Regions from separate parts of the Macaca mulatta genome. Here region 1 is linked to region 2. Evidence: chromatin contacts called from public Hi-C data. All regions are on one chromosome and are shown on one strand. Each heading gives the region's core, a stretch centred on a gene start, on an enhancer-like site or on the middle of the called end of the contact. The rest is flanking DNA. Distances are from core to core; before and after follow the strand shown. Region 1 has its middle 11 kb from the start of MIR9-2. Region 2 has its middle 190 kb from the start of MIR9-2.

What was found. Hi-C and Micro-C count contacts between places; a contact is called where the count stands out from the background.
Region 1: a contact with region 2 is called in a Hi-C map of fetal cortex germinal zone, with 4 times the contacts expected there. The contact joins two enhancer-like sites. A contact is called at or near these places in 2 of 14 Hi-C or Micro-C datasets (fetal cortex germinal zone and fetal cortical plate).

The regions. Positions count from the first base shown.
Region 1 is chr6:95,079,532-95,085,016 of T2T-MMU8v2.0, forward strand. No RefSeq gene overlaps it. Among named protein-coding and RNA genes, the nearest start is that of MIR9-2, 11 kb to the right of the region's middle. Within about 2 kb of position 3,255, at least 8 of the 40 cell types and tissues checked have an H3K27ac peak or open chromatin away from gene starts, as enhancers often do. A contact at or near this core is called in fetal cortex germinal zone, where this site is marked.
Region 2 is chr6:94,903,123-94,908,727 of T2T-MMU8v2.0, forward strand. No RefSeq gene overlaps it. Among named protein-coding and RNA genes, the nearest start is that of MIR9-2, 190 kb to the right of the region's middle. Within about 2 kb of position 2,234, at least 5 of the 40 cell types and tissues checked have an H3K27ac peak or open chromatin away from gene starts, as enhancers often do. A contact at or near this core is called in fetal cortex germinal zone, where this site is marked.

The DNA.
Region 1 (5,485 bases), core at 2,005-4,504, 180 kb after region 2:
TAAGTCCTCTTCCAAGGCTTTCTGTCTCTCAAGCCTATACTCCCAAACATGTAAATGGACCCTAGCACAGTATATTCGTAGAAGGTAATCAATAAATACTTGCTGGTTAGTAGATTTAATATAGGTTCAGAAATTTTTAATTGATTTCCTCATATTTGTCTTTACCTTTAATGTAGTAAAAAGCAGTATGGCCACTTGTACATTAGAGGTTTATTTTGTAATTAAAAGACAAAAGTCTAGAAGTGACCCAGATATTTAATCTGAATTTTCTGCTTTGCTTCATAATAAAGTCTGTTGACAATAGCAGTGTGGATCCAAATTTTACGAGCCTCCAGGGTCAGTTACAATGTTCATGACAGATAACTTGCAAAGCCCATTATATCTCCCAGGGTATTATTTAGTACCTTTTTGCATCAAAAGAGAATTCACTGTAGCTTCAAAAAATGCATTTGTAGACTAAAAGAATACCTTAATAATCTTGAAAGAGTTAATGAGGTCAATCAAATGCTTAGCCCAACTTCCAAATCAAGAACATTCTCTCTCAATGGTACAGAAATAGGAAAGGTCTGCACATTTTGATGACTCACTTTTCTACCACCTGGTCTTATGAATATATTTGTTTGCTGTTTATTAACTCAACAATTCACTGTTTGGTTATTTTTAAGGACCTTAGGATCTCATTGGTGGGAACATAATAAAATAACCCAAAAAACATTTCATTGTTTTGAGTTGCCCATCTTACATTTGTCATTTTGAACCCATGTTGTGTGAAAATGAGAAAAAGACAAATTTTCACTGTTTATACCATATTTCTAATTTCTGCTCGAAAATGCTACAAATGATATAAATTCTCCATGTAACTGTTAGATTTCAGGTTAGACATTTAGAGAGATTAACTTTTAAGTCACAGGAGTACCCTTTAGTAACATGAGCCATATCTTTATTCATAATTCCCAAGGGATTTATGAACTAAGGAGCTTTAAAAATTGGAACTAATGGAGCTTTCAGAAATGGTCCTAACTTCAAGAAGAAGGTTAAGCCAGGAAGACTCTTATTTCTTGTATCATTAGTTAAAATTATAAGTACTTTAGGTCATTTATAAGCAGCATGCTTCTATGAGTTAGATATTTTAATCAAGGTGAAATAAAAATATTAAAATTACTTGCAAAATATTTTTGTTTGGAATACATTAATAATTCCATGGTCTAGCATTTAGTTCCCACGTGTCCAGTTAACTTGGCCCTATTTCATAACTAATGACTATTCCCCACATCCAGAATAGGATCTCAAATACATATCCTACAAATGGCCATGAAAGCTAGCTTAGAGGTTGCTTGCAGTTACATACTCACTCTCAAATAAATCAATGATCTTACCCTAGCTACGAAGGGTAATGTCTTCAACAAAGCAGGGCAGAATCAAAAGGACTCCCATGTTGGGAGAACCAGTCTATCTATCAAAATCAAGTCCTTAGATCCAGAGGGCAACAGCTGTCTCAGAAAGATAAATCTCTTATTTAAACGTATTCATTCTTTCATCCACAAAAGCTTATTGAGCATCTACTATGTGTCTGACAGTGTTCTAGGTACAGGATATTCAGCAGTGAACAAGACAGGTAAGTCCCCTACTCTACAAACCTTATGAGTATCTAAGCATTGGGAAGAGGCGCCAGGGAAAATGATAAGCAAATAAAGAATCATACTCGTTGCAAGATGGATAGAATAAGAAATTGATGTCAAAATAATTTCAAATTAAAGAACATGCTATACAAAAAGCCCATCAGGTGCACACTTTTCTTAGACAGTGAACTATATACATATAATACATTATTTAGCTAGTTAACTGGATAAACTAGATTGATATAGATTTGTATCCAAATATTTAATCCAAGAAATCTTTCCAAGATTACACATCCCATGGCATTCCCTGGCCCACAGTGAACGAAGGAATTAGTGTCACATTTTCAAAATGACAGATTACTCACCAAGGTAAAATCGTATATGCTCAATAAGTAGGTAACTTTTTTATTATAGATGTGTACATAAGCCAATTACTAAAGATAATTAAGAAACAGAATTAGTAATATGTTCTAAATGAATTTTTAAAGTATTTGTTCATCAATTTCACTTGAGAATGTATATATACACCAATCATTCACCTACACTGAATTTTAGCTATGGAAATTCCAACCAAATTCCTTGTATAAATAAATGTAGATAAAGCAAAATAGTCCAATAATTACTTATAACAGAAGAGCAAATTTTACATACTCTGTTCCTATTTTATAGATGGTTTATACGCCTTCCAAAATTTGTTTAGAATCACCTGGGGCTTCTGCCCAATTGTCTACTAACACAAATGTGCTAAATAATAGAAACTTCTAAAAAAATGTATTACTGTTATATTACATATCAATTCACATTCCAAAAAGTGTTATATTTCAAAATGCACAAGCCCCCATTTTATTGTTAATGCATCCATATACATTGTATGCATGCCTTCATAAATATTCCACTGTATTAGAAAAATATACCCTCTTAAAGGCATTTAAATAGGCAGAAACACTTTTTACAAAGCATACAATTAATTTATGATCATGACAGTGTGTAGACTAGAGAATTAATGAAAAGCAAAACATCTTAAACAATCTTTTAATGTTATGAATTTGATTTTTCAAGAAATACATGTCATTTATTTTCAAAACGAAGTGATAGAAATACTTTCTAGAGTCTATCAATAGTATTTAAAATAAGATACTCATAACTTTCAAATACTGCTTTTACTAGTCGTCACTCGTCATTAAATGTAACTGTATATTCAAGAGCTTTCTAATAATAGCCTTTAATTAAACGAAGGACTGTTAGAGGGTTTCTGTTGCCCTTTGAAGTTCTTAATTATTACTTGTATCCAGCGTTTTATGGTACACTTAAGGTTAAATTAAATCATTTAAATATACCTTGAAGAGAAATATGAAGACTTTTGCCCATTTTAATTAAATCTCTGAATTTCAGTATTTGAAAATAATAACATATGTTTTGATTTTTTTTCATGGCCGAATGGTAAAATGCTCACTATATTAAACAACAAAAAAAGAAATGGTAGCTTTTTATGGGACTAATCGCTAAGCAGATGCATGTAAATGAGCTATTTTCTATGCATGGCTTCCAAAAGTGCTAATTAAATAGTTGGTATTCAAGGCTATGCTCGCTCATTGTTTAGTGACACACAAATCCAGCGATGTGTGCCAGCAGACATTTTAAGTTGAATGTTTTCTCCTCTACGGTCTTTGTCATGAAATGGTGGCACCATGATGAGAACACTAGTGTAAGCAAAACATTGAAATATGCTTTAATAATGTTTTAACCATGTAGTGACACTAGTCTAGTTTTCTAATGAATTTTTAATTTCTGTTTTCTTATAAGGGTGATATGAGTTATCGCTGATGCATATTAAATCATATACATGAGTCATTTTCTCTAAATTTGCATAAAATGGCTAAATGCTAATGCACCAAATGGAGCTTACTATATGTGGTACAGCAAATATTCCCTTGAAGATTTTCTGCAATCAATCTCCTGTATTTCATTAGCAACCAGATAAGGTGTGGTCTGCAGAATAAAAAAAGAAAAGTGTGTAGCTCATGAACTTATGAGGATTCAGATGATTTCTTTGTGGTGATTAGAGTGGATTCTGCAATTAGAATTTATGTAGGTAAAACACACACGCGCTTCCTTTAAAGGCACAGTGCAACAAGAGTTCTGAATACAGCCTTGCAATTGTTAAACAATGAAAAGGCACCATTCAATTATTGTGACTTTTTTACATCTATAATTAAATGAAGGAAAGCCATACTTTAAATTTAGTGTCATTTGATTGGCATAACCCTTACTGAAATTTTACAATTTCCCTACTATGTTTATAAAAGAACTTTTAAAAATAACCATGTGTGAAATGTTTTGTTTGCTAACTGTTCCCATTTTCCTTGTCAAATAATGGTGAAGAATTTTCTGGACTAATGTTTAACATTTAAAAATGTTTTTTTCTATCATCAAATACTCTTACTGAACTGACATTAAGATCATATGCCTTAAAAATTGCATTAGGGTAAGAGTATTATTGGGCAAACCAGATATGTTTACTTGAAGGATAAACTTGCTGCTTACTCACTCCACTCATCAACCCTTTTCTCATCCCCTATAGTTCCACCATCTGGAATATTTTTTAACCCTGTAAAGAAAAATTGGGGAAAGGGATAGCTATTTAAAAATAAATGCTTTGCCCTACAGTTATTTTGAATTAGTCTTGATAAATAATTAAGGAATGCATAATATATTATTTAGATGCCATGGTCTTAAGAATTTGAGTGGTATTTCAAGTACAATTATAGTCATTTATTTATCAGTAGAAAATTTACATAATCACACTTCAAAATCCAGTGGACTGGAGAGATATCAGAAAGACACCCATGAATGTGGTAATGACTCCGAGCATTAGATTAAGTTAATAATGTAGTGATGCACATGATATTCTAATATCTAGCACTACAGTATTTGATCACTTAAAATGATAAAGGCATAAATATTTTTCTCTTTTCAAACTGTATTTTATGCAGAAGGGCTCTTTATAGTATAAAATGCAATTTGAAAAATCAAAATGGAATTAGACAATCTCTAATGAAATAAAGCTAGTTAACTTTTAATAAATAAAGCCAAAAATTTTCAATGACCAAGAAAATAATTTTATCATAATAATAACGATTGGCTAACGAAAAAGTGTTCACTTCATGTATTTTGAACTGACAATATAGACCTTTAAGCTAAAGTCCAGAAAAATAACAGAAATTCGAGTCCTCTCTCCTGTCATTGAGCACAGCATGCAAATGGAGGGATTACTTATTGGAGAGGTAACACACTCTGTGTTAGCTCAGTCATGCTATGGATTCTTCCTTAGCAGCTAGTCCATCTGAGACAAATTTGGCAGAAATATATGCAGTATTTGTACTGTGCTGTTTGAATCACTGGAATCCCATGTCATATCTGCAAACTGAGACTTTAGACTATAATTGGGCATGAGTCTTCAGTGTGGAAATCTAAGCTACTCAGCAATTTTTAACTTTATTTAGGGAGAGCTAAACTTTTTATTTTTATATTAATCTACATACCTACAAAGTGTCTTAAGAGTTACTTTATAAAACAATGCAAAAGCAAATTTATCAATTAATTCCTATATCCTTGCTGTCTAGGTATTTTCACTACTGGAACCACTCAAGAGGTATATATTACAGACCCCAGAGATGAATTCCTATCAGATTATTTTTCTTCCATCCATTTCAAACCCACTTGCCATGAATTTGTCATATTTAAAGCTTCTAAACAGTTTTCAGGCTATTCCACAAACCACTCAATACCCTCAACTTCAGCTTCCCAACATCAGCCAATGCTAATTTAACTTTGTATGTACATCATATATTTCAAGAGTAACTCAA
Region 2 (5,605 bases), core at 984-3,483:
AATATGAAATATCAATAGGGACAAACTGTTGTTGATAAATGGCTTTTAAATGTTAATTGACCAATATGTTAATAATCCCCCAAGCATATAACAGTTTTCTTTAAGAGAACTTTACATAAGAAAGATGACTTGAAGCTTTCAAAGAGGACAAGTGTTTGATATAAGTATTAGCTATGAAACTGATATTATTAATGATTCAATTTTGACCCAGCCAAATTACGTTATTTGTATTATGAAACAATCTGAGAATTTCCAAAGTTTTATCTATCCTAATTTTTCTAACATTTATAACTATTTATAATCAGGATGGACCTGGATAAAGCTTTGAAATAGCAGAAATGCATCGCCACAAGCAACTTTTATATGTTCCCATAAAGTTTATGTTCTATCTTTGAAAAGTTTCTGCTGTTTAATAAGATTTAGCTTCTTACTTTTAATCTCATATTGCAGTTGCAAAAAAAAAAAAAAAAAGAAGAAGAAGAAGAAAGATCTAGTACTGCACCGCATGTTGCAGTGTTGTCATGGATACATAAGTATGGTACATCACTTCCTCCAATAAGTAAACAAGATTCTCAAAGAGCACTTACGAGGACATACTAACCTTGTAGTATTGTTGGCCACACAGAGCTTTAAATAAGCAGATGGATTGTGGTTTTAAAATATCACATTTTATTAGAAGAAAAGAAAGACTAGAAGGCATTTTTTTGTATGTGTTCGTTCAACAATTTTAAAGGAATTTAAAATTGTGTACTTATTTTCAACTTTCATGTTGCCTATCAATTGTTATATTATTAATAGATAATGTCGTTAAGATGACCAGTTCCTGCTTTCTATGGCTATAGTAGTACTTCACAAGTACTAATTACTTATAAAGACAACAATAAGATGTTCTTTATGTTATATGAGAGACTCAGTAGGTATGTGGAAGATTACTTTTAACATCACGGCTTTAATGGTATTTTATATTCATTGTACTTTTTTGCTTTGTTTTGTTTTATTTTTTGCTTCTTTTCTATTGCCTTCATATGAAATTTTGCTATGCATTGCAGTCTAAAAAGCTAAATTTTCCTTACAACAATGAACACAGGTTTTCTTAATTATAACAAATTAGTGTCTTATAATGAGGAGGGAATAGTGATTAAAACCTATAAAATTGTATTTCAAAAGAGAAGAAAAAAATACATGGATTATTCAGAATGGGCTATTTAGTTCTATATATCAAACTTAGCAGGAATGAAAGTCTGTCCCGTGATTAATTTCACCAACGCATGTAATGGAGAAAATTCTAACAATGGAGATAGCTTAAACTTTAAACACTTTTATCAGACAAAATAATGCGCAATTATGTCTCTGTGCATCTTGTAAAAAAAACATGCATAATATTTTCATTTGGAAAGTTTTTCCCCTGTGTAGTTATAGGAAGGTCCCAACACAAGTCAGTTTACATGTATTGATTTCCACTGAGTTGGTTTGTTTGTTTGAATGAATGTATCAGCAATTGCAAAATTATCAAAACATTTATCTAGTGAGTTGCATAAACTTTGTTTAAAATGATGCATAAAGTTTCACGAATTAGGGAAAAAAAGTGTATTTTATTATAGCCAAGATTGAACTGACATATTAGACTAAAATAGTTTAAATTTTGTGCAGCTTTAGAAATTATCTTACTCTAAATCTCATGGCAAAGAATAATCTGGGGGAGAAGGAAAGGGAATGAGGTAAGTACCCTGATAAGGGTAAAAACCGAGCTGACACACAGATTACAAATGACAAGATTTTGCAACAAATCTGGATCTATACAAAAAATTGCATGAGAAAATAAAAACTTGTTTCTAGTGTTTCCAAATAGATCTTTCTAAATTTAATCTGTAAAAGGCTGTTTCACTGCAGGCCTGCATGAGAACCACTGCTGTCCCTTGTGGGGACTACCTTATTTCCATTTTTCCAGACACATGTTTTCCCCTTTCTCAACTATTTTAAGAATTATAAGTAAGCAGGACTCTAAAATTCAAGTTCAGTGTGCAGAGAGTTAATTTAAATATGATAACAAATGGCTTTGCTTTTGAAATGAATGTAGCCTGGCAACTTCAACTGGGAACCCTTCGGAGGGCCTCAATTATGTATGCAGCTTCTTTGAGAAATAGTTTCACACATCTGACCCAAGGACCACTATGTAGTTGCCATGAAATAAAACTGTACGTAGGCATTGTTTCATTGCTGCACCCTCCACACACTGCCGGCCTCTACTCCCTTCCCCCAGCCCGCACATGCATGTACACACACATACATACACTCACACAAACTCTTTTATTGTCATTCCGCTTCCATTTTTCTAGTAGAGTGAATGTATCAATGTAATTATCATGAGCATAATGGCCCCTGATTACTTTTATTTGCTATAAAAATATTCTGATTCTAATTGCCAAACTGTTCCGGTCAAAATCAGGAGTGGGAAACCTACGAGATAAGTAAAGGGTTAAACCACCCACACCATTTCAATTTTTTTCAAAATGGCTGCTTTGTCTGTGTGCATACACCAATAGCAAATGTCCTTCTGTTATTGTACAGCCAATTTGATGTGTCAAGTATTCATATGCTAATAGCGGTACAGTTTCTCACTTTTTCACAGATAAATGGTAAAGATTGTTACAGACAGTGAAACACAAGAATAAACAGCTTTTATTTCAGACGCGATAAATTACTTTCCATTCAAATAACATGCGACACACGCTGCTGACCATTTTGTTTCTATTCACTGTTAGTTTGCCTTCTGGGTGTGTTTTTTTAGAATAGTTTGAAAATATTTAACAGATATGGACAGAGTTGTTACTAATGACTTGATTGCATTAATTTGCATTGTAGTCATTTCATCACTCGAAGTTCATTTTTATGCTCAGTTATTACAGTGGGAGAAAGTTTGATGGAAAATCTGACACTGTTTCCCTAACATGGTACAATCAAGTCTTTTTAAAGCTTGGTAATGACAGTATTTGAAGAATGGATATCTTCCTTTCCAGGTTAGCAGAAGTGTCATTCAGTAAATAAAATCCCTTGCTAAGAGTATCACCTAAAAAAAGACACTTGAATGAAATGTACGTTGTTCTGTCAGAACAAAGTGAAATCACTTTGGTTTTCTAAGACATAAATACGTCCTTTTAGAAAGGCTGAGTAGGTTAAATATATATGATTAAAGCGTACACTTATTGCTAGGGTAGACAAATTAATGCAAAGATGAGGGTGGGGGAGGGGACTGAAGTATGAGAGAGAATTAACCAGTCCTTAAAGAAATATTTTTAAAATAATGTACCCATGAACATGCATGCATTGATGACAGTTATAAATCAAAAGAAACATTTCTGATTTATTTCTCATCAATTTAACAAGATGGGCTTATCTATTCTTGAGTTGCAATACTTTTAGGGACAAAAATTAGAATACCTAGAAATAAAGCTAATGATTCTTATAGCTACTTCTTAAATTCATCTTATTGTACCTAAATCTTTTGTCTGAGCTTTACATATGACCTTTTTTTTTTGTTTATATTTGGTCCCCTCTGATGGTTACATATACTTGAATTGCTTGCTTGGATGGGGAAGCACACAAAATAAATAAGTAAACATGAAGAAAAGTAACTTGATTCATTGCTAGGTTGAAGGATCACATAGAAAAGCTTTTTTTTTTTTTTTTTCCAATTGCTCACAGTTCAGTACAAACACACACATGCACATACATATACACAGATACAGACAAAATCAAACTAGAGAATTTTTAGAAGCGCTACCCTGGATCATGCCTTAGGACATTAAGGATTCCAAAGGTAACTATGACATCAGGTCAATGAGGCTGCAGCTCCCTAATAGTGTAATCAGCAGATTGTAAATTTTTACATAATTCTAGGACAAAAGCTAGCTATTTTGAAGCAGTCTTATAATCTCAGGCCTTTTCTCTGAGCTCCAAAATACCAGAGAAGACTATTGTATCATATCAATGAGGAACAGTAAATGCAAGTGACCAGTTTTATATTAAACATGGACAATCAAGAGATTTTTCTACTATAAGGCTACACAAATAAGCTCATAAAACTTATTACCCTTTCTTCCTCTCTAATGCCATTGTTAAAAATACAAATTAATAGGATCAACTTCAAATATCTATTTTCAATCCTGCCTTTTATATATGTTACTTTTTTTCTACAGGAAGAGTAGTTAATGGCAGATGAAATACTAATTTTTACTTTATGGGACACCCATCAAAAAGTGACTGTAAGCTAATTTATCAAAATTGAAATAAAGTAGGACACCAGTAACTATTTCAAGAATTAATTTAAAATGTGCTATATGCCACACATGCTGCATTACTCAGAATGTGTTATTAATTTAAATGTTTCTTAACTAATTATAAAGACTAAATGGAGAACTTTTTACCCGTTGTTTCTTTTTTTCCCCCATCTAGTCTTTTTATCTGTGTAAATACAATTAGGCCTCACTCAGAGCTCTGGGTCTTTGTATTTTCTCTTTTAATTCCTGTCCTTAGTGTAATTAGTACCTTGGGCACAATCATAGGAATACACACAGGGAGTTTATTTTCACTGACTATTTTGATATTGCTTCTATCACTTTACCCTCAAACACCATTTCCATTTGCTCTGGGAACTTTCTTTCTAAGTACAGAGGTTTAAATCACTAACTCAAATTTTATACCATGGACACACAGTTATATATGGACATATAGGACCTGTTCAGAACATGTCAGCTGCACGTGATATTTGATCTTTCATCATACACTCGTGCCCATAAACTCCAGGCAAACTTATCTGGGTTAAAGCAGTGGCATTCTAACTTCACTCACAATTGTTTAATCATACCTGAGGTTTCAATTAAAAATAAATAGAATGGAGTGCCAGAAGGCCAAAGGGCTGCTAATTGGCTGGAGGAAACAAGGATTAGAAACGAGGTTTTTGTCTTCTTGCCTCAAAAGGTACAGGTTTTAGGTGTATGTTTTGAAACATCCTGAAATGTACATTGACTGACTAATTTTCAGGTAAGAATTGTAGTTTTCTTTTTCAAGAAGTATGAGAATTATTAGTGTTTTGAGTTTTTGAGTTACTTATACACAACTTTTCTAATTCATTTATACTCTCTGCCAAAAGTTTTCGGCCTGTTATTTAAAGGGAAAAGTATTCCATAGACAGTGTGAGCAAGATTTGAAGGGATAGTTAAGTGCCGTGCAAAGTCACTGAGTTTCTCAATTCCTCCAGTAAAATTATGTTCAGGAACTGAGGATGCACTCTCCGCTTTGAATTGCCTACATCTGTCTGTGGCTACCAGCTGAATGGTATAGTGTGACACACTCACTTCTTTTTCTTATAATCAAATCAACCATGAGGTGTTTCATGGTATTTTGGTGTAAATGACACTCCACAAAAATAAATTATTTTACATATTCATGTTGCCTTGGGTTTTCGTAGAGGTAGCAGTGTTTCTAAATATGGTGTCAATATATACTTTAGGCTCTTATTAAACATACAAAGGAAAATGGAGACTCATGACAATGGTCAAAATAAATCATATGGAAAAACCTTACATTAGACCTAAAGTATTGCATA